4 separate regions of the Mus musculus genome follow, and all the other regions are linked to region 1. A link is a contact called in public promoter capture Hi-C data. All regions are on one chromosome and are shown on one strand. The core of a region is the stretch at or near the end of the contact, and the rest is flanking DNA. Distances in the headings are between cores, read along the strand shown. Region 1 holds the start of Rpgr (retinitis pigmentosa GTPase regulator). Region 2 holds the start of 5730405O15Rik (RIKEN cDNA 5730405O15 gene). Region 3 holds the start of Med14 (mediator complex subunit 14). Region 4 holds the start of 1810030O07Rik (RIKEN cDNA 1810030O07 gene).

What was found. Promoter capture Hi-C pulls out the DNA fragments that hold promoters and counts their contacts.
Region 2: a promoter capture Hi-C map of pre-B cells shows a contact between it and region 1, with 4 times the contacts expected there. The contact joins the promoter of 5730405O15Rik here to the promoter of Rpgr in region 1. A contact is called at or near these places in 3 of 39 promoter capture datasets (erythroid cells, liver and pre-B cells).
Region 3: a promoter capture Hi-C map of erythroid cells shows a contact between it and region 1, with 40 times the contacts expected there. The contact joins the promoter of Med14 here to the promoter of Rpgr in region 1. A contact is called at or near these places in 4 of 39 promoter capture datasets (the 3T3-L1 cell line, cranial neural crest, erythroid cells and 1 more).
Region 4: a promoter capture Hi-C map of hippocampal neurons shows a contact between it and region 1, with 3 times the contacts expected there. The contact joins the promoter of 1810030O07Rik here to the promoter of Rpgr in region 1. A contact is called at or near these places in 4 of 39 promoter capture datasets (the 3T3-L1 cell line, hippocampal neurons and pre-B cells) and 1 of 115 datasets of contacts at active chromatin or transcription factors (astrocytes).

Annotation. Positions count from the first base shown.
Region 1 is chrX:10,212,704-10,219,392 of GRCm38.p6, reverse strand. It overlaps Rpgr (retinitis pigmentosa GTPase regulator), which reads left to right and starts at 2,598. Exons shown (of 17, transcript NM_011285.2): 1 at 2,598-2,841; 2 at 5,739-5,864; 3 at 6,576-6,668. The coding sequence starts at 2,700.
Region 2 is chrX:13,038,649-13,045,337 of GRCm38.p6, reverse strand. 5730405O15Rik (RIKEN cDNA 5730405O15 gene) reads right to left here and starts at 3,323. Exons shown (of 3, transcript NR_038158.1): 1 at 3,229-3,323; 2 at 1,682-1,781; 3 at 43-734.
Region 3 is chrX:12,758,452-12,765,140 of GRCm38.p6, reverse strand. Med14 (mediator complex subunit 14) reads left to right here and starts at 3,168. Exons shown (of 31, transcript NM_001048208.1): 1 at 3,168-3,674. The coding sequence starts at 3,442. Gm14634 (predicted gene 14634) reads right to left here and starts at 2,863. Exons shown (of 5, transcript NR_045852.1): 1 at 2,155-2,863.
Region 4 is chrX:12,671,110-12,677,798 of GRCm38.p6, reverse strand. 1810030O07Rik (RIKEN cDNA 1810030O07 gene) reads left to right here and starts at 4,160. Exons shown (of 7, transcript NM_175141.6): 1 at 4,160-4,473; 2 at 4,639-4,773. The coding sequence starts at 4,258. Med14 (mediator complex subunit 14) reads left to right here. Exons shown (of 31, transcript NM_001048208.1): 31 at 148-2,428. The coding sequence ends at 221.

The DNA of each region.
Region 1 (6,689 bases), core at 1,349-3,848:
CCAACTTTGCCTTGTTTCTAATACCTACTGGTATTAAGTGCTACTGTATTCTGGGCACTAAGATAGAAGCTAGACATTCATTACCTCGGATGTCTAAGACATTTCCTGAGATAGAGCATATGAACAGATAATATATAATATAAATGATCTAAGGTGCCATCATAGCTGTATGTGTGTGTGGCACCCTTAGATTATAAATATTAGATGAATCAAAAGTATCAATATTATATTGTAAGGGGAATTTTATTCTTCTCTTCTTCTCTGCTAGAAAGCTGTGTGTCTGAGCTAATGCCAGCGTCTCCACCATATTCTCTGGATGCAAGGCCTTGCTGTCTTCCAGGATTTCTATTCTATTACTTTTCTGAAGAAGGATTCTCTCCGCATCTATTCAATTGGACCTCCCAGTGGTATCATACATTGCTTAGTTTAACAGAAGCCCTCCTTTCACCCCTCTTCCCGGCTCAAATGCTGCTTCCTCTCTTCCTGGGTCCCTCTGCACTTACTGTCTCGAATGCTGATGCTCAAGGGATGCTTTTCCCTCAGCGTCTCCAACTTCCTACTCCAATACTGTTTCCTCTTCCATTGCCCCAGCAAACCGCTCTTTTTATAACACAGAGAATGATCACCATATTTCTAACTTCAGAAGGTAATTCGGTGTCATTTAATTTGTACACATTATGTGGACAATTTGATTATACTCTTGTTTGGTGCAGTATTTTCCAGTCTCTCTCTCTCTCTCTCTCTCTCTCTCTCTCTCTCTCTCATCACCTTTTAAGCCTTATAACCCATTGCTAGGATATCATACTTCGGCATTCTTCACGATTCACCTTAGATTCCTTTGTCCTTCCCTTTCCTTCTTTCACCTGTTCCCGAGACTGCCATGATAGCGTTGATCCAGGAGTTCCATAAGTGTCTGGCTCCATCTGGACCTTCTGTGCATCAGTTGCTTGCTGTGCTCAGCAACTCCACCTGACTTTCCTATGTGTTCAAGGGCTGAGCTCACTATCTCTTCCATTACCTTACTGACCTAACTCTAACCTCCTCTGCTCCTTGCATAGCACTTCCCATCTCTGTAAACGGCACCACCCTTGCCTAGATACTTATGTGAGAAACCAGCGTGGAAGTGCTCAGCACTGACTTATGCTCTGAAATTTATTTTTAGAAGTCAATGAAATAACAGGATAAGCAAAGAAAGTCTTTAAATATTCTGATTTTTCTCATCATGATTGTTATGAGCCTTTAGACATGAGTATTAAGTTCTCCTCAAAATAAGTTAAGTTACCTTTTTTGTTCCTTTCTGCTGATGTAAGTTATATGATAGGTCAGCATTTTCCAAGAGTTGACAACTAGACACCATTTCCTGTGTGCCAAAATACTGAACTTCGGGCAGCCTGACCACTTTTGTACCTAAATACCTGTAATAGCCTTTGAATTGCCTCTCAGTGCTCAAACTGCTTGTCAGAAAAGCAGCCCAAACAGGTAGAATCACTTCAAGAACATGCATAACTGGTCCTTTCCTATCACTTCTGAGCTTAAAGCTCCTCCATGACTTTCCATAGTCTTTAGGATAAAGCGTCCGATTCTGTGGACATGCCATCTCACCTCGAACCAGCCTCAGCAAGGTCCTGGGAGGAACTGATCACTTTATCAGTCTTTGCATACAGTTAACTATGTCCAGACTTCTTTAATTTCATTCAGTTTCTTTGGCTTCAGACCTTCCTGACTTTGTCGTCATCAGACAAGCTTTTGTCTTTCTTAAATCCCTGTTCCCAGGTCGGTGCTCCTTGCTAAGCATCTTTACTAGAATCTCATCCTCAACTTTAGTTTGTACACAAGTGATTGGATTCTATTCCCTCTTTCCTTCCTAATAAAAGTGCCCTGAGTAAGTGTAGGTAATAACTCTCGAATTCTGGGAGCCTTAAATTCAGTTGTGCTTGATTGAGACCCAACTACCTCAGGTATACAAATGGACTCATCCTGGAAGATTTTCTTCCTATTTATTTTATTGTGGCCAACTATTATGGGTGGAAAACCAAGGTTTATCCAGAAAAATATAATATTTCAGAGGAAATTGTATAGATCTTGGCCCTTTAGTTTTATAGGAGATGCAGGCGGACTGTTTAGACCTCAGGCTAAACAACCTGAACTGTGCTTCTCTTCCTATGTTTAATTGGCATATCCGCAAACAGGAATGGCATTATTCAACTTGCATGATTGTAATAACATTTATTACGACCATTTATTCAATAAGGATCTAATGTGTGCATCGAGTATATTTGTTTTGTTCCTAGGATTGCAAATGACATTTGGGATGTAAACCGCCTAGTACCTTGCTGTGTTACAGATTGTTAGTCCTAGTGTGTTGTCAAAGCTGTGCGTTGACGTTTGCATGAGTCACAGAAGTTAGGGCTATGTGAGACATGATGTTGTCACCATATCCCCTCTAGGTCCCTGCATGGCCAGGATCCCTTCAGAAGTAGATGCGCTCCAGAGTCTGCAGCATGGCCGCTTCCAATCGCGACCGCTAGAGGGTGTGCGGTCGCTTACCGCCGCGACCATGGCATCTGCGCTTGCGCCTCACTGACACAGCTTCCGCCAGCCTCCTTCCAAAAGCCTTTCGCCCCTCCCCGCCCCGCAAGGCTCCGCCTCCGTTGCCCCTAGCGTCTGTTTGTTGACTTCCGGGAGCACAGTAGTGGTCTATGCCAAGAGGGTCGCGATGGGGGTCCCAGGGGGTAGGGCAGCACCTTAGGCTCAATCGAGTCGCCCCTGCTATCTTTCCGAAGCAGGCACAGATTCCGTTCGCAGGCTTCGGCATGGCGGAATCTGAGTCACTGGTGCCCGGTGAGTCGCGCGCCCCCAGTCGTGGCGGCTGGCCTGGAGGGAGGGTCCGCGGGCGGGCGGGCGGGCGACAGGCCAGGCCCCGCCTCCGAGCCGGCCCCGTAGTGGTACAGGCCGCAACCTGAGCCTCAGTCAACCGCCTTAGATTTGCGTTTGGGAATAAATAAATTCCCTTTGTCGGGCTGGAGGAAGGGACAGGGACATGAGGGACCCTGTGTGTGTTATTAGCAAGCTGAAATAATGGCTTTTCTTGGAGGCGGCGGCAGCCATTATTCTCTCGCGAAGCATCCCAGGGTCTCTAAACATTTGAGCAAGCGGATGTCCCCAGGACCCGGTTAGGTACAGAATTCAGTAACGAGTGGAATGCGGGGTGAAAGGTTAAAAAGAATGGAAGAAACGAACTGGATAAAGAGAGGAGGGCCTTCGGTGAATTTTTTTTTTTTTTTAAGACTGACTGTCGTGAAGTCTTTTAAAATTATGACTCCGTACGGCTTCCGTACCGGGTAGCCCAGGTAGACATTTCCTGGAGCAGCATTTATTATAAGCGTAGAGTTATAGAGTTGTTCAGCTAAAATGGTGGTCATAATCTACTGAACTGGTTTTTGCATATACTCTAATGGGCTGTTACTAGCATTATGAAAAATAACCACTATATTTGAGCAGAATTGGACATTTAAATATGTATTGCACTTTCTGCTGTGGTCTTGGCTCAAACAGAATTTGATTCTACACCACTTGGAGCTCATACCTTAGTGAGGGTGCAAGAAAATAGTTACAATAGGCTTGACATTAGTTGGCAGAGGACAGAAAGGAACCACCCAACCTTGGTTTTTGGGTTAGGGGAGTGTCTGAAGAGAGATTCTGGGGAGCCAGAGTAAACACCGTTAAATAATTCCTTGTAGGGAAGCCTTGAATCATTTCGAGGTCCTTGCCTCCCAAGGCTCAGTGACTTGAGTCGAACTGGCTTGCTTCAAGCTTGTTCTCAAGTGGTTTAGTCCCGTGCACATTGATATATATTATTAATATTTACATTCAGTATGCTTTCTCTGGAAATTTCCCCCAAACTGGGTCTGACTTTCTATTTGAGTGGTGTGTGTGTGTGTGTGTGTGTGTGTTTAAATAGTTACTTGGAAATGTTAATGGATATTTAGTCTTTTGAAAATGATACTGGTCCAAGTCTGTGAATATTCCTCAGATCAGACAATGGCAGTTGAAGAATGTCAAATCTCAGCCTCCATCTCCAATCCCCATGGACTGATCCGTAGCTTGAACTCTCATTTCTTCTCAATGGGAACAGGAATACCCGAGGTGTTTCCGTAGTAAAACCTGGGTAATATGCTATCTTTCACACTGAAAGTATTGAAAGCTGTGTTTGATTTCCTACTCAGCATTCTAGTGATGTGAAAATGGTGGTAGAGTGATAAATAGTGTAGAAGGGAAGTTTTCTGTTTGAAACTTAGCACAAACTTCAGTGTAACTGATATTTCCTAGAGGAACGTCTTGTGCAATGGGTATAAGTAGCAAGGAAAACCTACACTATCAGTAATACAGTTGAGCAAATAAAATACTTATCAATAAATATTTTGGTAGCGAATCAATTAGAGAGATTGCTGTGTAGAGCATAATTAATTGCCATATGGCCTCTATTCATTGCAAGATTCTGAGAAACCAGTAATTTCCAATGTTTGTAATAGGACTTTACAGAGGTAGCCATCAGTTAATACATTGGAGATTACAGATTCTGTACTAGATTCCTTATTATAAAAGAGAGAATACAACCCTGTGTTTACAATATTGTAAATAGATTGTGTACAACAAACCTTTTCGTACCTGTGTTAAATTCAAGGCATAAGAATGTGTATTGGTATTTTAAACACCATTTAGAAATAACCATAATGATTAAAGGAGGAAGTTAAGGTTGGGTAAAGTAACCCATTGAGTATTGTATTAAGTATTAGATTAGGAATTTGAATACATGATTACCCTCCCATTTTAAAACATTTTCTCTCTCCCTTATCTCACTGTGTGTGCCAAATTTCTGGGAGTCTTTTCATTCTTATATGGGTGCTGGGGCTCATACTCTGATTGTGGTCTATTGACTTTTAAAGCCTTGTATAGGTTCCCATAGTGCAAGTGAAACAGTATGTAATAATATGCTTATGTCTGCCCTGCACCTAGCTTTAATGGACAGTCGCAAGCATTGTCAGTAAGAGTTTGGCATTTGTAGTAACATCCCTCCCTTGTATGCAAACACTGGCAATCCCTTGGAAGGGGTAAAGAAATTCCAAACTCACTTAGACCCTTCCCATGAATTTCCTGTGGTATTAACGAAAAAATGTGATACTGTTTCAGTTCTGAGTGTGGGGAAAATGTCCTTAGTCAGGGACCAGACTGTGGGGTCTTAACCAGAGTGAGTAGAGTTGTGTTTAATAAAATTCTTTTCTGCCTAATGTTAGGAACTTTTACACTTAACAGAGTCAGCTCATACATAGAAGGACAAAGTAACGTGCTTCAACACAGAAAGATACATTTGAAAAGTCTGATTTTTTTCTCTTACTTCTAGTTTTATGTCTAAAAAATATCAGCTCATTCGGGAGTTGGCTGTCCATCGAGTGTCAGCAGAACAATTAGTAATGGATGATGCTTATCTTGTCATTGTATATATTTACGTCATATCACTCAAGGAATAGCACATATTCAAATTAACAGATGTCATAGATGAAACTAAAATGAAGTCTGAGAATTAGAACTGAATTAAGGTGAAAGAATGAAGGTTTAAACTGTTTAGACAGATTCAAAGCTGTCAGGGAAGAAAGCATTTATATGTGTGTAATTGGAAATGTTTTAATAACAGACATCGTGGTTCAAGTTGTGAAGTAAAAACTGTCTTACATTTGTAGATACAGGTGCTGTGTTTACGTTTGGAAAAACTAAATTTGCCGAAAATATTCCTAGCAAATTCTGGTTTAAAAATGACATACCCATATGTCTTTCATGTGGAGATGAACATACTGCTATTGTTACAGGTTAGTATTATAATCTTAAATGGAGACAGTAATTCTTAGAGAAACCTAATTATTACTAGAGTTGTGTTTAATAAAATTTTCTGCCTAATGTTAGGAACTTTTACACTTAACAGAGTCAGCTCATACATAGAAGGACAAAGTAACGTGCTTCAACACAGAAAGATACGTTTGAAAAGTCTGATTTTTTTTCTCTTACTTCTAGTTTTATGTCTAAAAAATATCACTGATTTGAAACCCAGGAACCCCAAAGAAGGTGATGGTCTACCATTTCACTTGACTATATTTTTACTTTTAAAATGACTTAAACGTTACTGTTATTGTATATGTAGAGAAGAGGATTTACCCTGTGTTAAACATATTATACGTATATAGAATGTGGTTTTGTACTTGTCAGAGAATTCTTTATAAATTGATTCAAGAGGCTTTTCACCTTTAAACTACTTTTGTATAGTTAAATGGCTTTTCTCCATGCATATCTTTCTTGGAATCTATTTCATTACAAGAGAAAATTGTTAACATAAGTCTTAAAAACTCTATACTGAATTGAATGTGCCCATATAGAGACAAGATTTGTTTTTTAAAAATAAGAGACACTTATTTTTGTCCTTTGATATATTTAAGTGTATTTTCTTATTTCCTTGTGATTCATTCATTTCTTGTTATCTATGTGAGGATTGCTTTAATTTGTTGTTTCTTTTCCCCTCCCACTAGGAAATAATAAATTGTACATGTTCGGCAGTAACAACTGGGGTCAGTTAGGATTAGGATCAAAAGCTGCTATCATCAAGCCAACATGTATCAAAGGTTTGGGTCTTTTTTTTTTCT
Region 2 (6,689 bases), core at 2,074-4,573, 2.8 Mb before region 1:
GGCTGAATCTATACAAATGAATGAAGCCAGAAATGCTTAATACATTTGATAAATATAAGTTCATTTATTTCTTCTTGCACTGATGATGGAACCCATGGCTTTATGTAGCCATACCCGAGCCCTATAAGAATTTTCAAAATATCTTTTATTTGTGTAAATATCTTAAAAAAATAATTTGTTGTCTAAACAAAAGTCATTATGAGGCATTACATAGGACTTGCTGCTATTGCAGAGGCCTAAGGACCGCTCTCAGCACATCAGGTGGCTCACAAGCACGTGTAACTCCAGTTTCAGGAGATCCAACACTTTCTTCTGCACTCAGTGGGCACTTGCAGCTCAGGCACACACACATAAAATAAAAATAAATACATTTTTTAAGTAAAAGGGTAGCTTCTTTCCCTTCTTTCTCCTGTGCATGTGTGTGTGCATGAGCTGTTGGACATTGAACTCAGGTCTCAGAAATGCTAGGTGAGCGTTCTGCTAGAGAGCAATGTCCTCAGCCTCACCTTTTCCTTTTGCAAAACTGAACCTTTACATCCATTAAACAACAAATGCCCATTCTGCCCTCCCCACATCCCCTAGCGGCTAGCGTTCTGCTTTCTGCCCCTACCTGCTTGACCGACAGTCTACTTACCTTATTTAAGTGTGATCACAACATTTGTCTTTTTGTCACTGGCTTATTTCAGTGGGCTTAATGCCCTCAAAGTTCATCTGTGCTAGAGCAATTGTCAGAACTTCCTTTCAAAAAGAAAAAACAAAAACAAAAACACAGAAACAGTATTCCATTGGATGGCCACAGCACACCTTCTGTAGAGATTTATGGATTTATAAGCACTTAGCTTGCTGTAAATAATGATGCTATAAAACATTTCTCTGAGGCAGAGGCAGGTGGATTTCTGAGTTCGAGGCCAGCCTGGTCTACAGAGTGAGTTCCAGGACAGCCAGGGCTACACAGAGAAACCCTGTCTCGAAAACAAACAAACAAACAAACAAAAAACAAAAACAAAAAAACAAAACAAAACCATTTCTCTGACTCTTCATTTTCAGTTCTTTTGTATCTGTACCTGAAAGTGGAACTGCTGGATTATATGGTTATTGAAAATGATGAGACATGTCTTTAGTAAGAGATTTATGTCTAAAATCTATAAAGAACTCTGAAACACTAGTAAGGAATGAACCCAGACACTTTGCTGAAGAAGGTACCTAAGTTGCCAAAAAGCACTTGGTAATGATACTTGTTATCATTACTATCATTGGGGAAATGTAAAAATATAAGATACTACTCTAACTTATAAGAATGGCAAAAAATGCAAAGAAATGTGCAGGGCGTGGCAAGGATACAGAAAAATGGGAACTCTCATACATCATTGGGAGATGTGCCAAATGAAATAATCATGTGGTAAAGTATTTAGCAGTTGCTATGCAAGCAATGAGGACCCAGGTTTGTTCCCGGACCCATGTAAAAAAACCTGGACATGAGTGGTACATGCTTTTAATCAGAGCACTCCAGAGACAGAGGCCTGGTCTATTTATTGAGTACTAGGGCATCCAGGGCTGCAGAGTGAGACCTCATCAAGAAACAAAGCGAAATAACAAACCTGGGCATGGTGATACATGCATGTAATCGAAATCCTGGACAAGCTGAGAGCTAGGAGGTCCCTAGGGATTGCTGGCTACCTACCCAGTCTAGCAGAGTTGGTGAGTTCCAGGTTCAGTGACACACCATGTCTTAAAATGTAAGGTGGAAAATGATTGAGAAACACTCCGTGCTAACCTCCAACCTGTATACAGAAAGGGAAAAGGAGAGAAAAATATTAAACATGTGCCTATTTTATGATCCAGCCATTTTATTCCTATGTATTTGGCCACAAGCAAAGAAAGCATATATCTACATGAAAGAGTTGAATATGAATGTTCAGAGTCACTTTATTTATAACAGCCCCAAATTGGGAAGAACTGGAATGTCCATCAACAAATGAAAGGATAGCCATGTTGTCATACAGCCATACAGGGCAATCTTTAAAAAGGGAGAAAAACTATCTATAGGTATAGTAATATGGATGAATTGCAAGTGAGTTATCATGTGTGAAAGAAGCCAGTCAATAATTATTACTACAAAATTCTAAACAAATTTATTTTGTGATAAGAAGTAGATCAGTAACATGGGTGTGATATGGCAAGCCTGTAATCCCAGCACCTAGGAGGCTGAACCCTGAAGACAGAGAGTTGGAGGCCAGCCTGGGCTACCAGGCAAGAGCTTGAGCCAAAAAAAAAAAAAAAAAAAAGAAAGAAAGAAAAAAGAAAAAAGAAAAAAAAGCCTGAGCCCTGGTTGCCTGGGGTGAGGATAAGGGAGGAATTTGAAAGGAAAATTAGGAAATTTTTGTGGTGATAGATTTGGTCACAGTTTCGGTTGTGGCGATGCTGTAGTGGTGCGTGCGTGCATGTGTGTTCTATGCAATCATATATTTTAAATATATACACATCCTTATAAAGTAATCGCACCTCAGTAAAACCATAGAAACTCCCAGAACTGACTTTATTGTCCTTCCCCTGAAACAGTGCTTCTTTCCTCTTACATGCTATTGAAAGCAGGGAAACAACATGGTTGGCAGGGATATATCTTTTCAAAATTTTTTTAAAGACAAAAAAAAATGAAATAAAATAAAATAAAAAACCAACCAAGAACCTGATTTTCTAAAATGTCTTCCTATTGACCTATTCATTTATGGATTCCCATTCAGTTGAAAAGGCCTACCAAGCCCGCACACATCCTTTCATGGTTGTGATGACGTATGAAAAAAAATACTGTTAGGCCCTGGGCTTCTAGAAAAATGGAGTAAAATGCACTTTCCCCAGTACCACTAAGAACACCCAAAATGCCTAATTTCGATATAAAATAAGGTGGAGGTGAAAAGCAGAGCTATTGAGGGCTACCGGACCTGATGAACACATGACCGTGGGTTTCCATACCTTCCAAACTGGTTTTGGAGAAGCCAGCACCCCAGAAAGAGCAGGCACAGAGAGAGAAATGAAAAACAAAATAAACAAAAATCCCACCCTGCAAGAAAAGTCTGATTTTTCTATCTAGACAGAAAACTTCTGCACAATGACAGCTCCATTTCAGCCAAACACTACAAGGGGGTAAAAAAATCTCAAAAGTCTGTGTGGCCCCACCCTTAAGCAGGAAAAGCTCGAGCCTTCTAACAGTAAAGAGACATTCCCACACACCCCTTGCCTCAGGGAGATAGCAGGGAAGGCAGGAGTCCCAGCGCTGTGGCCTGCGGGGAGGCTAGGGCGCCTCCCATTCCTTGGCTCTGCTGAAACAGCCCGGACTTTCCCCTCCTCCAAGAAGATCCGAGGCGTCCCGCCCCCTCCGCCGACGTCACCCAGCCAGGGGTCTGAACTTTCACCCCCCTTGCAGCGCTGACGAGTTCCTAGCTACCGCCAGATTACTGGAGGCAATGTGGAGGCGCCACAGAGCGCAAGGCGACTGGCGGTTAGCGGCCTAGAATGGAGCCAGCATCCTGTCCCACCCCGCCCTGCCCCGCCAGCCCCGCCCCGCCAGGCAGTCACACGTAGTCCAGGAGCGCAGGCGCAGGTGCGAGCGTGCGCGTGCGCACACGTCAGCAAACGCGGCTCTCGGAATCTGGAACTTAACCCTTCCTTGCCTGTAGCTGGTTAGTTTGAGCTGCGTAGGAGAGACTTGCTGAAACATAGTATTTAACTAATATAACGTCAGTTTTTGAAACATACTCTCCATACTGAGAATCGGGGAATTCTCAGCTTGAGTGGGAAACGACAATTCACTAAGGTGACAGGATTGTTAGAATCAACTGGCAAGGATTTAAAAACAGCTGTCATTTGTAGCCCTTTTTTGTAAGCATGTTTGTTTGAAACAAATGGGGAGGAAAGTCTCAAAACTCAAAATTTTTTGAACTGAAAATTACAATAGCTTACAGGCAAAAAAAAAAATTAGACTCAATAGCAGAATCTAAAAGTCTAGGGGGAAAATCAGAATTGATCCGATTAGAATAGAATTTACTCTATTTAAGCAAGGAAAGAAAGTAGACTGGAAAAAAAGAATAGCCCTTCAGGGACATGGAAGATAATATATTAAAAATCTAAGTTTTTGATCATAAGAGTTTCAAGAGAGAAAGATGAAATTAAAGTAGTAATCAAAGAATGAATGCCTAAAATGTTCTGAAATTTGCCCAAAAGGCATAAACATATAGATGCAGAATATGTGTGTCTGTTGTTTTTTGGGACATAGTTTTTCTGTAGCTCTGGCTGTCCTGGAACTCGCTCTTGTTTGTAGACCAGGCTGGCCTCGAACTCACAGAAATCCAGCCTGCCTCCGCCTCAAGTGCGGGGATTGAACATATTCACCACCACTGTAGGGCAAACCTGAGAAATTTTTAAGCAGGATAAACAACAACAAAAACCTGTGGTTTATCAGAGCCAAGCTTCTGAAAGTTAATAGAAACTAACCTAAGCACCCAGAGGAAAACATGTTCTCTAAAGAGAAAAAATAGGAGAAAGCAAAAACAGTGGAAGAAAACTGCCATGTTTCTCAAGTGCTGAAGAGAAATTTAGTCAGGCATGGTGGGTCTCATATGCCACACTTAACAGTCTGAGAGAGGAGGGACCCTGGGTTTGATTTCCCAGCGTAGCAAATAAGAACCATGATAATCTTGATAAACATAAATGACAGAGAAGTCTTGGCTATCAGGAAGGAAGGAAGAATGACAGAGTAAAAGGGAAGATAAATACAGTAGACAATGTTTCCTCATCTTGGCCTTTTAAAATCATGTTTAACAGTTAAAGCAATAGTTACAGCACAGGCTTTTGTAGTTCTTAATGTATGGAGGAAATCATTAACATAATTACATTATAAATGGGAGAGTGTTAAGTTACTAAAAGAGGTAAGATTTCTACACTTTATTCAAACCGTTAAAATGGAGACTCCAATAGACAAACCTGTGTATGGATAATGGAATGCTTAGACATTGAAAGTACCAGGCACCCAGGACCAGGAATGGGAGTGGGAGGATTGGAGAGCAGGGGGAAGGGGGAGGGGATGGGGACTTTCAGAGGGGAAACTAGGAAAGGGGATAACATTTGAAATGCAAATAAAGAAAATATCTAATTAAAAAAAGGCACCAGGCAAAGACATACGCAGCAGGACATAATGACATGAATCTGTAGTCGCAGCTACTCAAAGCTGCAGCAGGAGAATGACTTGAGCCTGAGAGTTTAGGAGAAATGTCCATTTCTTGAGAGATGGGGAGGGGGAGGTAGAGAGGGAGGCAGGAAAGGAGAGATAAACAGGGAGAGCAAGAATGAGAATAAGAACAAGAAAAACATTCTTGGAATTGTGCTATATCTCTGTAATCCCACAACTCAGGAAGTAGAGGCAGAAGGCTCAGGCACTCAAGGTCATCCTGGGCTACTTTAGGAGTTTAAGGCCAACCTGGGCTACATGAAACCCTATCTGAAACAAAAGAATAAACAAACAAAATATCAAAATATATACAAGGAACGCTATAGCTGAAATAAGCAGGAAATTACAAAATATCTACAAGAAACACAGGAGGAAGGCAGGTGAAGGAGCAAATGAGAGGGTGATGGAGGTGAGGGGGTCAGAGGTAACCCTTTTGTCACCTAGAACACAGTTGATCCTATGCTTTGGGGTGCACTGGAAATGTGGAAAGGAAGAAGAACCCACCAGGCTCTTCCACAGAGCTGTGCATTGGCTAATTGATTCCCAGCAGGGCTGTTTACACTAGGACTCAAGGAAGGCTCTTCTTCAATCCTCCACCACACCAGAAGGGGCTCTCTGCCAAGGCGAGGCTCATCTGACTTCAGCACCGTAAGGGATCCCTGCTGGGGCAGCATGGCATTTCTGTTTTCTGATTACAAAAGCCCAAAGTACCACTGTGTGTGTGTGTGACCTACAGTGCTGGTGAAATGGAATGAAATGGCTTTGAAAAGAGCCTGATACAACTTTGGCAAGAGCTAGAGGCAAACTCAATACATTTGGAGCTCTGCCCTGTTCCAAGTCAGGCACTCTTGGCAAACTCTCCCTTCTAGATATAAAGACCCATTTTAGCAGGCATCTTCGCTCTTTGAGCCACTCAGAAGAAAATGTGAACTGAGCCCTGGAAGCGATCAACTACTGCCCGTTCATGCTATGCCATTTAGGACAGGACAGGCTATCTGGATCCTTCCTGCTAGGAGATGAGCCCCAAATCTGGTGGAAGAGCACCTGCTATGACCTATTGGCCCTATGTTTCTGTCTCCTCCAAACCTTGATCTCCCAGAAGAAAACCCCTAAAGGCTTTCCATATAGTTATTTGTAATTTTTATACTTTTGAAAACAGGGAGCTGGCGAGATGGCTCAGCAGGCAAGAACACTGACTGCTCTTCCAAAGGTCCTGAATTCAAATCCCAGGACCACATGGTGGCTCACAACCATCTGTAATGAGATCTGATGCCCTCTTCTGGTGTGTCTGAAGACAGCTACAGTGTACTTATGTATAATAATAAATAAATATTTTTTTAAAAAATGGAAAGGAGGGGCTGGAGAGATGGCTCAGTGGGTAAGAGCACCCAACTGCTCTTCCGAAGGTCCTGAGTTCAAATCCCAGCAACCACATGGTGGCTCACAACCATCCTTAATGAGATCTGAC
Region 3 (6,689 bases), core at 1,919-4,418, 2.5 Mb before region 1:
GGCTCTCTCTCCCTCCTTTGCCTGCTTGACCTTACTTTCCAGCACATCTGTTGGAACCTACTTCTTCAGGATTCCAGCTTATAGAGAAGGCCAGCTGAAATACCTAGTCTCATGGGAATGAGCAACTACTAGATTCTTGAACGTCCCATTCACAGTTGCCCATTGTTGGGTTAGTTGTACTGCAGACTATTAATCACTACAATAAATTCCCTTAGTACATAGAGACATTCTGTAAGTTCTGACTCTAGAGAACCCTGACTAATACAGTCTTCTAGAATGGACATGAATAAAAAGTATACAAATGATGAAGATGGTGAGCAAAAAGAACCCTTGTATACTGTTGGGGAGAATTCAAAATCTCCACAGGCACTTTGGAAAACAGCATGAAGGACCTAAAATCACTAAAGAGATTACTGAGTCAGTAATTAAATTTTCTGGGTATACATTAAAAGGGAATGAAATTACTATGCCACATATCTGCACAACTCTCACTTTTTTTATTTTTAATTTTTTTTTTTTTTTTTTTTTAAACAGCAAGTTTAATTTCTTTTTTTTTTTTTTTTTTTTTTTTTTACTTTTTTTTTTTTTATTTATTTATTATATGTAAGTACACTGTAGCTGTCTTCAGACACTCCAGAAGAGGGAGTCAGATCTCGTTAGGGATGGTTGTGAGCCACCATGTGGTTGCTGGGATTTGAACTCTGGACCTTCGAAAGAGCAGTCGGGTGCTCTTACCCACTGAGCCATCTCACCAGCCCTATTTTTAATTTTTGAGACAGGGTTTCTCTCTGTAGCTTTAGCTGTCCTGGAACTCATTCTGTAGACCAGGCTGGCTTTGAACTCAAAGAGATCTGCCTGCCTCTGTCTCCTGAGTGCTGGGATTAAAGGTGTGTACCATCACCACCATGCTAATGCTTTTTTATTTTTGAGGCAGGTTCTCATATACTCTACACTGGCTTTGAACTCATTAGGGCGTTGAGAGCATCTTTAGCTCCTGGTCTTCCTGCCTCTAATTCCAAAGTGTTTCAATTACAGCACTACACTGGACAAATACAGCATTATCCATAATAACCAAGATACAGAAATAACCTGTGTTTATCATGGAGAGAAATCAAATGGATAGAAAAGATGTAGCTGAGTGGCAGAGAATGATAGGCATAGCTCTATCGAGGTCCTGTGGTTTATCTTCAACACACCCACAAAAAAAATGTGTGTGTCTCATCATGTACAGTGTCCTAGCATTCAGGAGTGAGGCAGGGGGGATTTAGCTTACAGTCAGTCTGAGTTATACTGTGAGACTGTAGACATGTCTATTATATATCATACACAATGAAATGTCACCTGCAACAACATGTATGGATCAAGAGGACATTACATATTGTCAAATAAGACAGGCACACAAAGCCAGTATCTCTTCTCACTTCAAGTGGAATCTTAACAAGTCCAATTCACTAAAGCAACAGTAAATAATTTTTATCAGATGCTGAGGGCAGAGAAAAGGGAAATGTTGCTCAAAAGATACAATGTTTCAGTTAGGCAGCAATATGTTACATAGCGATGTTAGTTAATATCCCAGATATAGAATAACATCTCCTACAGATAAGAGTGAATTTTAGTTGGACATGAGGTGCACACCAATAATCCCAAATACTTAGGAGACTGAGGGAGGGGATCACAAGTTATCATTCTAATTTACATAGCAAGTCCCAGGTGAGCCTATGTCATTTAAGGAGAACCCAACTCAATAAAAAATAGCTGGGGATATAAAGGCAGAATGTTTGCCTACTATAGGCAAGGATTTGGTTGGATTCAATCCTTAGTCCTGCAAAAGGCAATGTTGTGGCAGGAGGTGGTGGTATATTCTAGCTGTCACCACAAAGAATAAAGTATGAGAGGTGATCAAAGTCAATGAGTCCGATTTGTTCATTCGGGAGTGTATTCATGCACTGTACCCCATAAACATATGCAATTTAACACTGTACCCCATAAATACATGATTTATCAATCTGAAAAATGGATGAGGTAGTGGAGGAGCTTGTGATCCCAATTACTTTGAGCTCAAGAGCTAAAAAATGCCAGCCCCGACAACACAGTGAGACCAAGAATCAAGAGCACTGCAATTGTACAAGTGGAGAACAAAGAGAATTGTCTAACCTTACGATCAGCATGAGCATCTGTTACACCTGCGAGAGATGAAGCTGCAAAACGATGTTTAGGTAGGGTCACAAAAATAGACGCTTTTAACAGTTAATTTTTCCGTGACTTGTGCGTGAGAATAGCTAGGTTACTAAACAAAAAACAAAAATAAACGCACACAAAAAAACTTTCGAAGCCCAGACATCACGAAAGACCAATTGCTTCCGAATCTATGGAGGTGGAGGGAACCCACAGACATGTTTAAAGGCTTGCAGTTCGTTTCAAACAGAAGCCAAGATTAGAAAACAGACAAAACATGTGGATTTTGGGAGAAAGAGGCTGTAGTTGGAAAGATGAAAACCCAGGCAGGATAGGGCGGCTACTGCAAGGGCAGGGACAAAAGCCAAGAACACCAGCAAAGGATTTAAGGACTACATGTGTTTCAATGTTGGGCTTTGGGTGACAGCAAAGGCGCGGCACACAGGAGACTGCATTCAAATGACGTTATTGTGTCGTTGCTCTTGTCCCACAATTGACAAAAAAAAAAAAGGAAAAAGGAAAAAAAGAGACTGTAACGTTTTCTCCCACGCGTCGCGCCAGGGTCGCCTATGGGCGGAGCGTGCGTTGGACAGTCACAGCGCGCGGTCGCCGCAGGCCGCCTTTTTGGGGCCCCGAGAGGAGAGACGGGTGGTTTCTCCGCCAACCCTTCTCCGTTCACCGTCCCGCTGCGGTCGCCTAGGCGGGGAAAAAGAGCGCTTAGGGACCACTGACGTTACTGTGACGCGGCCGCTGGACTGGCGGCGCGGCTTCCGGCGCCTTGCGCCCACCCCCCTTTCCGCTTTCCCGCCCACGCACCTCCTGGCTCCGCCCCTCTCCCACGCACCCCCTCCTCCTGTCCCCCAGAACAGCACAGCGCGGGGAACGGTCGCAGGTTGCCTTTGGAAAGGGCCTCCCGCGGGTTCCCCTTCCGTTCTGCCTGGCGACTTCCGCTCTCGGCCCAGCAACATGGACGCTATAACCCGCCGGCCGGGCGGCCGCTGAGCAGTCGCGGAAGCTTCCCCACTTGAGTGGCGGCCGGCCCGCCTCTCTGCCCTCCCGCCCCACGCTCGCCTCCCTGCGGCCGGCCGGCCCGGCCCTACATGGGGGCGGGCCTCCGCAGCTTGGGCTCGGCTTCCTGTTCAGAGGCGGCCTGGCGCTAGGCGGCGGCCACTCTGCCCGCGCCCGCCTCGGTGCGGTCACCGAGCCCGGGAGGAGGCTCCAGGGCCGCATCTCAGGCGGTTGCCCCGAGCCGGGCTGTACGCCGCCATGGCCCCAGTGCAGCTGGACAACCACCAGCTGATCCCTCCTGGCGGCGGCGGTGGCAGCAGCGGCGGCGGAGGCAGCAGCAGCGGCTCCGCGTCTGCCCCGGCTCCCCCGCCGCCCGCAGCCGCTGTGGCGGCGGCAGCTGCGGCGGCAGCTAGCCCTGGATACCGGCTTAGCACGCTCATCGAATTTCTGCTCCACCGGGCCTACTCGGAGCTTATGGTGTTGACGGACTTGTAAGTGCTGCGAACCCATGCCTGCTTCCCGGCTCCTCACTTGCCCTTCCCGCCTTCAAGAGAGGCTTATGCTTGCCATTTACTGAGCTAGGCTGCTGAGCGTAGAATTTGGAAATTCATGGGGTTTAGGTTCTGGGGACAGGGAGGAGGTAACTATTGGGGATCTGGTTGACGATGAAAGCACGGAGACTGGTTAGTTTCGCATGTTAACACTTGCGCTGAAGATTGTCTTTGGGATTTTTGTCTTGAGTTCCCAACAGAAGTGTATTAATTTCTATGTGGAATATTTTCTAAAAACCTAAGTCGAAGAGTAAGCATTGAGGACTACGTAGAATTCGAACTGAACGGGATTTTCAACGAAGGGAAATGTTTTACATCTTTTTTGACAATGTTTTAAATGAAGGTTGCAATTGTTTCTCTTAAAATGCCGGAGGTCGATTCTGTGTAAAACAATTACATTATAAATTCTGATTCTTTCTGCAACATTTGAAAGCGTGTTAAGTCTTTATGGATGTAGTGAAAGTAGAATACTTTTTTTCTAATGAGCCTCCGGGTTTCAGTCTAGTTACCTATGAAATGCCTTGGGGCGTGATTAGGGTGTTAATACCTTCAGAGTACAAGCCGACTACACGGATGGTTCACTATGTGAATAAAAGGTACTAGGAAAATTTGAAACTCTTTAGCATCTTCTACCTGAGGTCCATAAAAGTTTTCTTTTTACCTATTGTTAGGCTCCCTCAGGTTTCCAGGGAAATACGTTAGTATGTAGACGCTAGGATGTATCTTGCAATACTTTGTTACTGGAGAATTACATTGTACATGACTAAAAGAATTAGGGCGGGCTTCACTTACTCTTGTAAAACATTCCCTTTCAGTTTTGATGTACAATATTTTATTGAATGAGACAAAGCTTAACCTTATCAAAAGTGGTGGCGGTATTACTATTCTCCTTACTATTGAGACGGGGTCTTCCTGTGTAATCGGGCTGGTCGCTAACCTTCAGTTCTGGCTCAGCCGCTTTAGTGTTGGGATTACAAGTATGAGCCACTACACCTGGCTGAGATTTTTTTTTTTTAACACACGATTTCCTCATCTAGTAAGAGCTAGGATTACAGGTGTGTGTACGTCCCTCACCCCGTATGGCTTCTGACTGAGTGATCTGTCAAGCTTAGTTCTTGTAGTAATGTACGTATATTGCATGTGTTCATAAGAATTCAAGACAGTTTAATATATGTCCTGTGCGTAGCTGTGGTAAAAAGACTGATCATGGATCATGTGATTGGTTTTCTGTAAAGAATTTGTAAAAATGTATTGAATTGTGTTCTATTTTTAATTTTAGGATTTAGTTTATGGAGAGAGATCTGTTTTATTGATATAGAATAATCTATGTTTAGTCCCCCCCCCCCATCATTTGTATGACTCCTAAACATATCTCAAGCACAGCCCTCAGCTGAATTCCACATTCTGTGTCCAGATCCTTACAGCTCAATATCTAACCCAGAAGCTGTGTTCAGTGAAAAATAAGAGATTTGTGGCCCAGGGTTTCGGAAGGTAAAAGCAAGAGGATCACAAGCTTTAGGCCAGACTCAAAGTACAAAGTGAAACTCTAGTTTCAAAAAAGATTCCATAGCCAAACATGGTGGTGCATGGCTTTAATCCCTGCAGAGGCCCCACGTGCATGCCAGTCTTACGTTTGAGACTAGCCTGGTCTATATATAGCCAATTCTAGGACATTGAGGGCTACATAGTAAGACCCTGTCTCAGACTAACCACCCCCCCACCCCCGTCTAGAAAAAAAACCACAGGGAAAAAAATGTTTAGAATCGCTTCTCTATGAGAGAGAGCATAAAATTTGTGGCTAAACCAGGATACCTTTGAACATGGGGAAAATGTTATAAATATAGTAGTGTATATCTGTAGCCCTAGCACTTCAGAGGTCAAGGCAGGAGCATCAGAAATTAAAGAACAGCCCGTAGGCAACATAGGAAGTTTGATGTCAGCTTGGGTTGCCTGGCATTATATTTCAGTAGTAATAATGATAATGCACATTGGTTAGGGAATGTAGCCTAGTGGTAGAGCGCTTGTTAGGTCCTGACTCCCTCTCTCCAGTGCTACACATTTTTTTTTTTTAAAGATAGAACAGCAAGCCTACACTGGGACTACGCTGTACCAACCAGAACATCTTTAAGGCCTTGGGAACTTTGCCTTACCTACTTTACTTGTTTAATTCATATGCTAATAGTCTCATTCTGTTCTGTCAACCTTCTTGCTGTTTCTCATAGTTCTTCACACAATTTACAATTGGATAATAATGCCTTTTGTTCTTTTTCCAGAAATATAAGTGGTTTTCCTTCTCTTTTCCTTTAGGTCTTAGCTCACATAGAACATAGATCAAAGACTTTCTCCAAGTGCTCACAGAATAGTATTTGCACCCATCCTCCTCTTTTGTTTTCTTTTTTTCCTACAGTGCTCATTCCTTGAGACATCATTAACATATTGTGCCTTCTCCTTGGAATAGGAAATTCAGGAGAACAAGGATTTTGATTTGTTTTGCTTTTCCACATGACAAGACCAATGCCTGGCATGTACTTGGGGGCTTTTATTTAGTACACGAATGAACGAATTTTCAGATATGTCTCAATTTTTTTTTTTTTTTTTGTTTTTGGAGACAGGGTTTCTCTGTGTAGTCCTGGCTGTCCTGGAACTCACTTTGTAGACCAGGCTGGCCTCGAACTCAGAAATCCGCCTGCCTCTGCCTCCCGAGTGCTGGGATTAAAGGCATCAGCTATGTCTCTTAAACCATTGATGATTATGGGAAAAGCAAGTGCTATTCTTGATACTTAAAACAACAACAACAACAACAACAAAACCCTTTCCAATTAAGTGTCAACTAAGATGACAGGGTTTTGTTTCTGAGACAGTTTTACTCTTCTCTAGGTTAGGTTGGCACAGAACTTTGTATATTTTTCTGCCAGCATATTTAGGTGATTTGGTTTAGCATCAAATTTCTAGATT
Region 4 (6,689 bases), core at 2,911-5,410, 2.5 Mb before region 1:
TCCTACTGCCTAAAATCTGAATAGTTTAAAATACTTAACGTCTTTGATTTCAAATTCGTGACTGATTTTAACCATCCCTTCCCTCACTGGTGTGTTAACGTCTCTCCTCCACTGCGAATAGCTAATGACCATTTTTCTCTGTTGCAGGTGAATGCACAATATTTGCAGCTGTTCGTGATTTAATGGCTAATCTTACACTGCCCCCTGGTGGGCGTCCATAGACACTATTGTTTTTAAACCAGGAAGGCTGACTAATGAAACAAAACAACACACACACACAAAAAGGCTGAATTCAGCCTTCAGTTTTAAAAAGGAAAAGGACTTTTTTTAACCTTAAGAGCTAAATATTCTAAACTGGCAACATTTTCAGGGTGCACTTCATCAAAAAGACCATCAATTTTTTTGTATAGTGAACTTGTATAGTGTGTTTAAATGCGACACATTTCAAACTAGGTAACAGATCAGTGTCCTCGTGCCAGTAATAGATTTAATATTCTGTTTTATACTATAAAATAATGAAAATGCCAAACTTGTTTATTTAATTGTTTTCTTATGTTTTGGGTGTAATGGTCCTTTTTGATTTTTATTTTTATTTTTTAAGGCAGGTCTGTCAGTTTTGAATACTGTAAAACTGTGACAAACTTTATATTGAAGCTGTATTTTAATATGCCCGCTTTGAATCCTTACTCCGAAATGGTTTTGGGAGCTGTTAAACACATCCCAAAGAAGCAATATTTAATAAAACTAGGATCTAAAAGAGACACTTGTGTATGTATAAGCTCTCTAGAGTTCTTAGGGCCTCCCTTCATCTTTAATCTGGTGGGGCCAGTCAGTTTTTTAATTATGTATGTCTGAAATTTGACCAAAAACATTCTTGTTTTAAGGTTAGTTTCTTCAGACATTCCTAACCTGACTGGTGATAGTCTTTAGCACCTCAGTTGTTTTTCAGTATAGGATTTTGCTAAAATGAAAGAGCTTTGTCTTTAAAAAAGAGATCAAGGATCCCAAAGAATACGATTCTCATATGTGAGAAAATGGGAACCTTTTTGCTAGGAAAATGTCATTTTTAAGGTATACTTAAAAATGTATACAGCATTAACTAGGAACAAAAACGTGACTGCTCTAATTTGCATGACGTTTTTCTTTTATCTTATTTAACTTTTTACCTTCCCCAGCCCATTTGGGGTTGTTCTAAACAATCTCAATTTAATCTGTCGTCAGCAAGACAATAGGACGTTTTGCTGGTCACAACCTAGTCCAGTCATTTAAAAAGTCCACAGTGCAGTGCCTGTCCAGTGTTCAGTGGAGTTTCTGGCACTGGTACATCTCAATAGGATTTCTTTTTAAGAGTACTGTACTGTCTCTTGAAGCCAGTCAGGGACTTTTTAAACTTTAATGAATATGGTGTGATTCAAATGTCTTCTGATAACTTGATGTTATTTGGAGGAGTTTTTGTTTTGTTTTGTTTTGTGTGTTTTTTTAAATGATAATATCATGCTGAGTTATCTAGACAATGTATTATCCTTGATGAAATTTTAGATGTTTGTCTGATTACATTTTAAGATGATTGAGCTTCTACAAGTATAACCATGAAATTCTAGTTTTTTAAGTATCTTACTGCAACTGTATCATGTGTTCTCCTCAACTTGGCTTGAGTCTCCCTTGCAGTCAGAGTTGAGGCCTTCTTTGTCTTCTTTGTCTCTTTTCTGCTTTCATCTCCTGCTTTTCACCCAACTCTGCCACTGTTCCAGAGTAGGTGACTAAACTTTGATTCTTCCTTTAGCTTAACCTTTTTCTCCTTCTGTTTCCAGTTCTCTTCACAGTACTAATCACATGGGTTCGGCAATCTAAGATGTCTTGATCAGGAGTCAATCCTTTTCTATTTGGAGCTGAATCCTAGCTTTCATGTAGAAATCTACATGTATATACAAGAAATGTATTTTTATCTGCAGGATGATATTGTTTCAAATAATTTTATTAATAGAATTAACTTTTCAGGTATTTTCTCTTTTAAGTGTGGTTTTAAAATGTTAAATGAATTTTTATACATGATGCATTCAATGGCTACTTTTTTCCTAATTATAACACCTTTGAATGCATTGTGTAAATCAAGTAAGATAGGATTCAATGAACAGAATTTGATTTTGATGCTTATTAAGAGTAAACCAATGAATTTGAATTTTGATATCATGCTTGGTACTTGGAATTGGTATATACTTTATTAAAGCTTGGAAATACTTAGCATTTGAATCGTAACTTTCACCACGAACCATGTCTTTTGCCTCTTTTGTTAACCAGATTCAATCAAAGAAACTGGATGCCATAGTGATTTTTCTCTAGTAGGTGGTTTGGAACTTGATTTTAAGGTGTTTTCAATGTGATTTTAGTATTTACGGTAATAAATAAAATTTATACAAGTTTCAGAGAACTACCAACTCTCTTTGGTGAAGATGTTTTGGGTTGTAATCCTGGCTTAGTATTAGTTCAACCCTGAAAGAAGACATCAGTCCTGATTCACCCTTTTCCCTTTTACATCTACAAAAATTTCATTTCAAAAAGTATAAAAGGACTTTTCACGTTAAGAGAAAAGGGGGAATGTCATCAAAAATAAGGCCACTTAGTAACTGCAGGGACTGACTGTTGTTTGACAGTTAACGGACTTAAGGATAGGCATACATGGTTTTTCTGCCATGTTTTTCCCCTCCAAGAGAAATTCCAATTAAGCTTTTTCTTTCTTTTTTTAAACAAGACAGGGTCTTGCCATGTAGCCCAGGCTGACCTTGAACCTCCTAAGTCCAAGTGACCCACTTCTGAGTACCAGGAAAACAGGGCTGTTCCCTACTCCCAGGCCCCCCTTTCAGTTGTTCTTGATACAAAGTTCATACTTACAGAAAATGTTTTAGTCAGAAAAAGGAAAGTCCTAATGTAGACTTCATTCAGAGGTGGGTTTTTTTTGGAATTTTTGATTTGATTTGATTTGATTTGATTTGATGGGAATAGGGTATTTCCCATCATTTGCTTTGAATGGGTCTAATGTTGAGGTTAGTAAGACAAAATTGGTATATACTTTATTAAAGTATTACAGAGCCTGCCTACACTGACTGTACTTTGAGTCTTCAGATCATCACATCTGGTCTCTATTTTTTATAAATTGTCCCCACTTCCAACTGGCCAGTGGTTTGATAAAATGTCCAATAATGTAAACAGTGGATGAAAGAGCATATTTGCGTCAATATAAAATAAGTTAGCATTTACTCAAAGCTTAATGTGTGCCAGGCATCATTGTAAGTGTTCCCATCTGTATAAATGCTCCTCACCACACTGTGAGGTAAGTATTAATAACCTCCTCTTACAGATGATAAACCGAGTTACAAAGAAGGAAATAACGTCTTAATAATATTAAAATTAGGATCAGCCAAGATCAAAACACAAAAAATTGAGAGTTTGAGCCCAGAGCTAGTGGTCCTTACCATTGCCTGTGCAAGGCTTCTCTGTTTACAGTGTTCCTTCCGACTCTTTTGATTCCATACCACTTCAATATGTTTGCCAAGGTCAAAAAACCTCACTCAAAGCATCTAAAACATGTTTTCTCACTTGATGTTGACAATCTAATGCATTCTGGTCTGTGTAGCATATGGCTTCCCTGTGCAGCTGAAATAACCCTTTTCTGAGCTGTCCAAATCCAGGAAGTACATTATCCCTTTTGCTTCTTCCTGCCAGGTACTCTAGTTAAGGAGTTTCTGGTCCTAGTGTCACTTTAACATATGTACTGGGGAGCATGGCACACAATACAATAGGCCCCCTGCTTCAGGTGAGGGTAAGCATGTTATTGATACCCCGAATTTGCTGTTCAGTGGGTTTAGGGATGAGTTAATTTTGTAGAATTGCACAATGCAAGGAACATGTCATTCGAGAAACACACCTTGAGCATTCCTCTTTACAATAAAAAGGTCAGCACATCAGGAGGGGATCAGGTTGGTTAGAGGGTTGGCAGGGTATTCAGGAATAAAAATTAAAGCTTTAAAAGGATTAGTCTAAATGTTCCATGTCCACAAACCAAAGCGGTTCCTTTAAGCGGGGGTGGAGCTGCCACTTCCTGGAGCGGAAACAGTGGCCAGCCTCTAGCCTCTGAAGTGTACACCGCACAGTGACGCTAAACGTCTGGACGTTTTGGGGGTTGGGCTACGCCTGCGCTGCGTGGGAGCATCCCAGGGTGCTGCGCGTGCTTACCGCCGGCCCCGCCTTCAGGAGTAAGACATGGTGGTGTCGGAGCTGGCAGCCCGCCTCAATTGCGCCGAGTACAAAAACTGGGTGAAAGCAGGACACTGCCTGCTGCTGCTGCGCAGCTGCCTGCAAGGTTTCATAGACCGTGAAGTGCTCTCCTTTCACCGTGGACTGCTGGCTGCAGTCCCTGGCCTTGGACCCCATGCTACCTGCCGCGGCGGTTCCCGGTGCAGCCCGCGCGCTCGCCAGGTGAGCTGCTGACCCCGAACTCGGGCGCGTCTCCACAGCTTGTCCCCCTATTCCGTATGCTTGCAGTCTTTTTCCTTCCCGGGGCGGGACTGCTTCCTACTTCCGGGGTGTTCCTGTTTTGCTGCCCCGCCCACCCCAGTCCCTCCTCACCTCTGCCCTCTGTAGTTTCAGCCTCAGTGTCAGGTATGCGCAGAGTGGAAACACGAGATCTTGAGGCATCACATCAACAGAAATGGAGACGTGCACTGGGGAAATTGCAAGCCAGGCCTCTGGCCCAAAGACCCTTGGGAGGTAGCCAAGGTAAGTACTTGTAGCCTGGAGGAAAGCATATGAAGTTGCTCCTGGTGCCCCAGGGTGGAGGGTGGGTTTTGAGTGCAAGCTGGGACTTCAGAAAGTACAGAAATACTAGAAGATAGGTTGGTTCTCTGGGGTCTAGTGGCGTAGTGGTGAGGGGATACTAGAGTGGACCCATCTAAGCTCAGTAAAATAAACGCCTCTGTTTCTTCGCTTCCTGCAGGCACTTGAGTTTTATTGTAAGACGCTGTCTTAAAATAAGGGGAAAAACAATACAGGCTGAGAGACATGGAAGAACAGTTAAGGTTTACTTTACAGCAGACTTTAAAAAAAGGCTTACTTTTGCTGTGGCGTGCGTGCCAAGAGGATGCTTAGCTAAGGTATACATTTTTAGAAGGTAGAAATATTAGTTATGAGGTAGGGGTTGTTAGGCCTGTGTTTAGATTTTGTCACTGTGACTTAATGCCTAGTCTGATTGGGAATTTGCTTGGATTTCTTGATGTTGCCTGGAAGCTGTGTAGTGAGTGGAGGGAGGTGTCAGAAGTAGCTTCCAAATGCAAATTGACAAATTGCTTTACTATTATCTTGGTTTGTGCTAGCTAGTTTTCCGTCAGTTTGACACACCTGGCTTAAAACCACCTGGGAAGGAGGGAATCCAAATAAAGAAGACGCCGCCACAAGATCAGCTTGGAAGGGAACCCACTGCTGTCACTTCATTCTTGACTGAGCCTTAATGCCTCTCTCTGCACTTTGGTTCCTGGAGCTATCTGTTCCTGCCTTCCCTCCCCAAGCTCTTCTTCCCATTTCCCCTCCTTCACCCCAGCTCATGCTTCATGGAGTTGATGGAACCCCAGACACTGAGTTCCTTGTCCTTTCATTGAACCTATAACTCTGCATGTGTGTGTGTTTCTTCTTTTTGCTACAAAGTGACTTCCCATTTGCCCTGTCCCTCCACTTATATGTCGAATCTCATCCCTTAAATCTTTAGCTGTCCACTCTTCTGTTTCCTGGCTTATTCCCATCACCGTACGAATAGCTTTACCATTATCTTAGTTTGTGCTAGCTAGCTTTCTGTCAACTTGACACAAGCTAAAACATCTGGAGAGGAGGGAACCCAAATAAAGAAAATACCTCCACAAGGTCCCATTGCTAGCAAGCCGGTAGGACATTTTCTTTGATTGATATGAGGAGTGCCCAGCCTGTTGTGGGTGGTGCCATCCCTAGGCTGGTGGTCCTGGGTTCTATAAGAAAGCAGGCTGAGCAAGCCAGTAAGCAGCACCTTTCCATGGCCTCTGCATCAGTTCCTGCCTCCAGGTTCCTGCCCACAGTGATAGTTGCTTACAACTATCTGACTCAGAACCTCTGACTTACATACTTCATAGCTATATTTATAACCACTTGGAAAATACTTAGAAAATAAAATTGTTGGGAAGGGTTTTCTCTAAACTCCTACTGTCTCCCCATTTATCTATCAGCTGTCTTTACATCTACTTAGCAGAACTTCCTCAAGAGGACTTGATGCCTGGTACTCCTTAGCTCCCACATGTTCTTCAACTCATGCAACCCTGGCTCCTGGCCCTGGCCCTGGCCCTGCCCCTGCCCCGCATCTGTCCCTGACCTCTGTTCTCCAGCCTTCTCCCTCCTCTTTCCAAGGCTAGCAGTGTAACCCAAGACCTTACACATTCTAGGAAAACACGCTTAATCCTGAGCTACACCCCAACCCTGGGTTTATTGTGTCTTGGTTCTCCTTCCTCTACTTCTCAGCTATTAGGTTTGCAGGTATGCAGCATAGCTCCTAGCTTCATCGTTTTTACCTATCAGGCATGTACCACTCACCACCGGCACTTGGATTTAGACACTCCTGCCTTTGTGACATCTCTTCCTCCTCCTCTAGCCTCTCTGGCAATGACCCTTGCCCTTGT